Linked DNA regions of Zea mays: region 1 is linked to region 2. The links are chromatin contacts, called in public Hi-C maps. All regions are on one chromosome and are shown on one strand. Each heading gives the region's core, a stretch centred on a gene start, on an enhancer-like site or on the middle of the called end of the contact. The rest is flanking DNA. Distances are from core to core; before and after follow the strand shown.

The links. Hi-C and Micro-C count contacts between places; a contact is called where the count stands out from the background.
Region 1: a Hi-C map of bundle sheath shows a contact between it and region 2, with 2.6 times the contacts expected there. The contact joins the promoter of LOC100193167 here to the promoter of LOC100272420 in region 2. A contact is called at or near these places in 4 of 25 Hi-C or Micro-C datasets (bundle sheath, endosperm, leaf and 1 more).

The regions. Positions count from the first base shown.
Region 1 is chr9:18,127,786-18,131,246 of Zm-B73-REFERENCE-NAM-5.0, reverse strand. LOC100193167 reads left to right here and starts at 1,354. Exons shown (of 7, transcript NM_001138322.1): 1 at 1,354-1,795; 2 at 1,890-1,955; 3 at 2,076-2,141; 4 at 3,037-3,345. The coding sequence starts at 1,451.
Region 2 is chr9:17,808,747-17,811,898 of Zm-B73-REFERENCE-NAM-5.0, reverse strand. It overlaps LOC100272420 (putative protein kinase superfamily protein), which reads left to right and starts at 1,683. Exons shown (of 4, transcript NM_001146897.1): 1 at 1,683-1,911; 2 at 2,484-2,628. The coding sequence starts at 1,835.

The DNA of each region.
Region 1 (3,461 bases), core at 105-2,604, 320 kb before region 2:
CGCTCGTAACTAAATCAACACCACATAACAGTGTGAGATCGCAGCTCCGTAGATTTTGGGTTTAGCGTGTTCAGGTTAGATTCGATTTTTCTCCAATGTTTTTTGGGTTTGGGATTAGAAACTTATCGGTTTCAATTTTGGTTTACAATTTTTACCCATTGATGTCCCGATGTCCGGTGAAGGTTCGAAATAGTTAAGTCATGAATTTGCTTGATGTTTTTTTTTCACCTTTTATGTGTATATGTGAGTATCTTTTATGTGTATATGTGAGTATGGAATATATATCATATATGTGCTCGTAGAATGTTTGTATTGTTTTCCGGTATTGCCACGCAGCGATGGATCTTAGGTTTTAAATAACTACTATGACATTTGACTTTTTTGTCTTAATTTTGACCAATTGTGTTATTAAAAAAGTCTAGAAATTTTATTGATTTTCACTGCATCTTGGTTTAGTATATAATAAGCCTTAAATGTAGCTATAAATTATTTTGGATTTTTTAAAAATCAAGACAAGTGGTCAAAGTCGAGACTAAAAAAGTCAAACGTTAAACGACATATATTTACGAACAAAGGTAGTATTTAGGTTTTGAGGACTCGTCAAATTTTGTTCTGAATTTGAATTATCACCTAATTTAGTATTTAGGGTGGTTTTGGATTTCCGTTCGAGTTTTAGGTTTGGACTCGAATCCGTCGTGTTGCCATTGGCAAGCGCACACACCTGTTCATTTCAGATTTTTTCAATTAGTTTTTTAAAAAATCTGGTTGTTAGAAGAATTTAAGTATTGTAGGGATTATATGCGGCTGAAGATAAAAGATCCATAGGTTTTATGATATAGAAACTGGCGGATTTCTAATATCGCGAGGACTCGACTGATTACATATTTCAGATTTTGGATGACTTTTATTTTATATAAAACTAGCTGAAAAGCTAAATATTTGGTAATCAGTGAAGACAGGCTCAGAAAAGAGAAAAACTAAAACAAACGGGGCCAAACCCGCAGCGCCGATCGTTGAACTGAGAAACCCAAACCCACACACAACTGAAAGGCAACATAAATGCACACCCGCTCTGCACGAACCGCAAGGCGCTGGCTGGCTAGCTGACACCGAGGAGCCGGGGCGGAATCCGTCCGCTGCAGCACAGCCGCGCCCGGGGGAAACCGCCAAAACCCCGTAAAAAGTCCAGGAAAAAACAAGCCCAAAGCGGGCGAGTGCGCGGCCGCGGGCAAGCAACCGGCCACCCACCTAGCTCGGCTCCGCTCAGCGGCAGCACCGCAGGCCGCAGCAGCACGGCATGGGCGCAAACACTAAAAAGAAGGGAGCGGCCGCGCCTCCACCCCAAACCCACCTCGCCTCCTAGTCCCCCCCTTCGCCTTCTCTCCCGAGTCCCATCGGAGCCCGGAGCTCTCTCGCCTCCCGCGAGGCTGTGTGGTGAGGCGCGGACGAGATGAACGAGCAGGGGCTCGGTGGTCTCGGCGGGGGCCGCGGGGCCGTGCAGGGGCACGGGCGGGAGGCGATGGCGCTCTTGCAGCACCAGCAGCTTCAACAGCAACGGCGGCAGCTGGAGGAGGAGGATGAGGTGCGGCGCCAGATGTTCGGCGGGGTGGCGGCGTTCCCGGCAGCGCTGGGCCACGGCCAGCAGGTGGACTACGGGGAGGACGCCGGCGGGCTCGGGGACAGCGACGCGGGCGGGTCGGAGCCCGAGCCACCGCCGGAGCGGACGCGCGGGGGGTCCGGCGGCGGCGGCGGCAAGCGGAGCCGCGCTGCCGAGGTGCACAACCTCTCCGAGAAGGTGGTGCCGTTGTCATTTCTTGAAATCCGAGTTCTTTCTCCCCGCGCTGAAGAGTAAAGATCGTTGTTTGGGTTTTTATGTTTTTTTGGCGCAGAGGAGGAGGAGCAAGATCAACGAGAAGATGAAAGCGCTGCAGAGCCTGATACCCAACTCCAACAAGGTGAGTGGAAACTGACAAGAGCTCTTTCTCACTCTCTCGTTCGCTTGCAAAGGTTGTTCAGTTGTTAGTCCTGGACTTGACCGTAATGTGTTTCTGCTGTGATGGTTTTTGGGAGTGCAGACCGACAAGGCATCCATGCTTGACGAGGCCATTGAGTATCTGAAGCAACTGCAGCTCCAAGTGCAGGTGAGCAAATAGGACACGTCCACATGGTGCCGATGCATCTTTCTGGTACAAAACATTGACGTAGAATTGGTACAATAGAAAGTACCCGGCCATAATGATTCTTCATCAAATCCGTGACGACAGACTTGCATGACTCTTGAGTTGAGGCCACTTGCCTTATTATAACCAGCAAGGGCCTTCGCATTATGTGTGATCCTGTGATGGGTGCTTCGTTTTTATTATTTTTGAAGAGACAGAGACAGCTTCATTAGTTTGCCGATACCTTCCATTTTCATTTGTTTAAAATTTAGGTTTGCCGAGACACCACTGTGGCTAAACTATTGATCGATGCCAAGCTTGCATGTTGTTTTGTTAAGTAAAAGCATGTCCCGCCGACAGGTGTCCCTGTTTATATGTTGGATGGCAATTTGGGCACTGAGTACTTGTCAAGGTTTATACTTTGTTTTAAAACATAATCTCATCAACGTGTGTGACCTCAAGATAAAGATATGGCTAGTGAACTGTAAGAAGTGCAACGTTATGCACAAATCCTTATATGCTATGATACATGAACAGGAAAGGTGGTGGCAAAGATGGTTTGCAATTTGCATGTAGCCTGAGGTGCTAAATAATGGAGACACACAAGAATTTCTGGAATGTAGTGGCTAGTGATAGGCTGACTATGTATGTGGTTAGTGTTAACCAAAAATACTGCCTATTTACTTGCTTCACAGAAATGCTATGCTGTTTTTGACAGTGAGGGCCTAGTTTGGAACCAAATATTGCTATGTTCAGTGAATGCATTTCCATAGTACACGTGTCAGTTACATACTATTCTAAGTTATATTTTAATGAACAATGTTAATTGCTGAACTGCAACTATAGAGTGTAACTTTTACCTATTATTTTGTTATAGATGCTGTCTATGAGAAATGGTGTTTACTTGAACCCTCCATATTTGTCTGGCACAATTGAGCCTGCACAAGCATCACAAATGTTTGCTGCAGTTGGTGGGGGCAACATTACAGCGTCAAGCTCTGGGGCAGTGATGCCACCAGTAAACCAAAGTTCAGGACTTCAAGTATTTGATCCATTAAATCCTCCACGAGACCAACCACTGTCTTTTGTATTACCAAATGTAGACAAAACCATTCAAGAAGCTCCCTTTCACTTGGAATCATCGCAGTTCCACCCTCGACCATTTCGAATGCCTGAATCTTCTGAGGTAATCATTTTATTGGGAGTAGATATAAATCTTTATTCATAGCCTTACCACCTTAGGCTTTGTTCGTTTACACCAATCCCGCTCTGGATTAGCATGGATTGGAATTAAATCCATGC
Region 2 (3,152 bases), core at 434-2,933:
TGACCGTTGGTGGAGGCTGTCTGTCGAATGGTGCACCGGACAGTCCGGTGCACACCGGACATGTCCGGTGCGCCAGCCATGTCACCAATGCCATTGGATTCCAACCGTTGGAGCTTCTGTCTTCTGGGCCCGCCTGGATGTCCGGTGCACACCGGACATGTACTGTTCAATGTCCAGTGCGCCAGTATGGGTGTGCCTGACTTCTGCGCACTTCTGGCGCGCATTGAATGCGCCTGCAGATGACCGTTGGCGCGAAGTAGCCGTTGCTCTGCTGGTTCACCGGACAGTCCGGTGAATTATAGCGGAGCAGCCGCTGCGTTTTCCCGAGGCTGGCGAGTTCCGGAGGCCGCTCTTCCTTGGAGCACCGAACACTGTCCGGTGTACACCGGACAGTCCGGTGAATTATAGCGGAGTGCCTCTGGAAATTCCCGAAGGTGGCAAGTTTAAGTTGGAGTCCTCTGGTGCACCGGACACTGTCTGGTGGTGCACCGGACACTGTCCGGTGTACACCGGATAGTCCGGTGCCCCAGACCAGAGGTGCCTTCGGTTGTCCCTTTGCTCCTTTGTTGAATCCAATATTTGATCTTTTTATTGGCTAAGTGTGAACCTTTTACACCTGTATAACTTATACACTAGAGCAAACTAGTTAGTCCGATTATTTGTGTTGGGTAATTCAACTACTAAAATTATTTAGGAACTAGGTGTAAGCCTAATTCCCTTTCAGGAACAAAATATTTCCTTTAGGAAAAAAAATGGACAACAAAGTTGAGCAGGCAATAATATGACAACTTGCTGCCCATGGACTGGCTGCTGCCGGGCTTTCGCGACGCCGTTGAGAAGGCCCGGGATTGGAACTCTGGCTATGGGCTATGGCCCTCTTTTTTTTTCTTCTGCTTCTTATGCATGTATGCGAAGAGATGTGTAGACGTTGCCTGGACAGTTGCCTCTCTTGTATGGGGCCAGAGCCAGCCCTAAACTCTGGGTACTCTCATGGAATTATTTGAGCCGAAGCCATTTGGAAACCTTGTGACAAATATGTGGAATAATAATATTTGTTATAGTTGATGTCAGATTTATTACGACGAAGAGTGAGAAGCCATATTACTATGATCCCGCCTGTCCAGTAGAACACATGGCTCTTCTAACTCCTCTCAAATTTTATACTCCAACTGTTTATTTTTAGTTGTCGCTGAATAGTTCAACGAAACAGAAGGAGTACCTACTCAATGAAAAAAAAACAGCTCCAACAAAATGCTGCGCTACTTGCCATCTCCTATAATTTGCCAGGGAGGACCAGTCGCTCCACGGCGAGCGGTTCACATCAATTTATTTATATTCATTCACGTTGATTTTTTTACATGTCCTTGATGCCAGGAATCGGTGCAGGTGAACAAAGCCAAGCCGTACACGCGTTCTTCCACTGATTGCTGTGGAGAACCGAAACATCTCGTATGGAATAATCCCCCTTCCGCTCCGCGTACCAGACGGCCGGCCCTAGTGTAGTGATGGTGGTGAACGTTGTGGTGGTTACCCGTGTAACCAACCCCCATCACCAGCTCCAGCAGGATTTGCCCCGCACGGCAAGCAGCGGCGTGGGCTGCCGAATCCCCAACCCAACCTGCGTCGGCGCGTGGGAATGGCGAGAAAAAGGCGGCGAACAGGTCACTCACGCACACCGAAAGCGCAGCTGCGAGGCTGGTCTCCGCTGTTACGTCTCTGCCCGCCTCTCCCCCACCCCTCCTCTGGTCCAAGTCCCCCCACCGCAGCGGCCACCACTCCATCCGAGTCTCTTCGACTCCAAGCCGTTCCGCTCCCCCTGTTCCGCGCGACGCCGATGCACCCCAAGCTGCCGCGGGCCGCGCGCAGGCTCCTCTGCTGCGGCGGGGCCGCCGCGTCCCCGGAGGAGGACCTGTAAGTCGCCAGCTCCTCGTCCTGCCCCCCAGCCCCGCTTCGTTTCTCTCTCCCTTCTGTGTTTCTCTGGGGTTTGCTCAAGCCCACCGCGTTGTGTGAGCTCGGCGATCGGTGTTGGATGTTCTGAGGATCGTCGGGGACTCGGGGCGGGGGGCATGATCACGTGAACATGACGGCGAACTCCTCGCACTTGGTCGCTCTAGTGAATTTGCCAAATACGTACGTAGTAAGTAAGACACCTTGTTTGGTTTTAGCGCTACTGCTTGTACTACAAACGTTGGCGGTGGGATTTGGGTGCAAAGTAAAACGCTGCGGGCTTTAATTTATTCTGTTCCTCAGCTTCAGAAATAGCTATGAAACGGTGTGGAAATTCGGCATGTTGCCATGCTGGTCATGTCCGATGAACCATCCTAATATTCAGATTTTTCTTCTATGGATTAGGAAAATTTGTTCTAGGGGCAGCACAGGGGGGGTTTGCAGTGGAACTGGATACGAGTTCACGTACTGTGTATGCTTGGAAGGTCATTTGGTAGTAGCTCATCATGACGTATTTAATTGCTTTGGTTTGTAAGGTCTGACGAAGGAAGGCGATCGTTGAGGTGGGTGTTCTCGTTGAGAGAACTTCGATCAGCAACAAACAGCTTCAATTACGATAACAAGATCGGAGAAGGGCCACTTGGGAGCGTGTATTGGGGGCAAGTCTGGGATGGTTCTCAGGTTCCTGCTGCTCCCTACATCTTCATACTTGCTGAGAATTAAAATTTCAACTCTACGCCTTTTGTTTTCTTGCCTGTCAGTTCACCCAGTCACAGTTATTTTTTGGGACATTGACCTTTGATTGCGTTATTATTAAATAACCAAACAACTGGCTTCTGTTTCCTTTTGTTTTGTTTTGGGACATTGATCTTTGATTGCGTTATTATTAGGTAGTTTGGATATGTTGTCATTGGGAAGTCAACACAAACACACACACACAAACATATAAGCGTGCGTGCGTGCGTGTGAACTGGCTACAGGTTTGCATATCTCCATCTTGTGTAAATAAAAAAGAAAAAAAATGCCTGCATTAGCCTGTCATGGTGGCAGCTATTGGACGTGGCCCCTTTTTAGAATTATGATTGAGGTCTCATGTTCCTGCAGAGTAACCTTGTTTTTAGGCATTGTGGAAGAAAAAAACCCAATACAATGCTTAATAGACAAACCCATCTCTTAGGTATGATATGTTCTGTGTCTACATATAT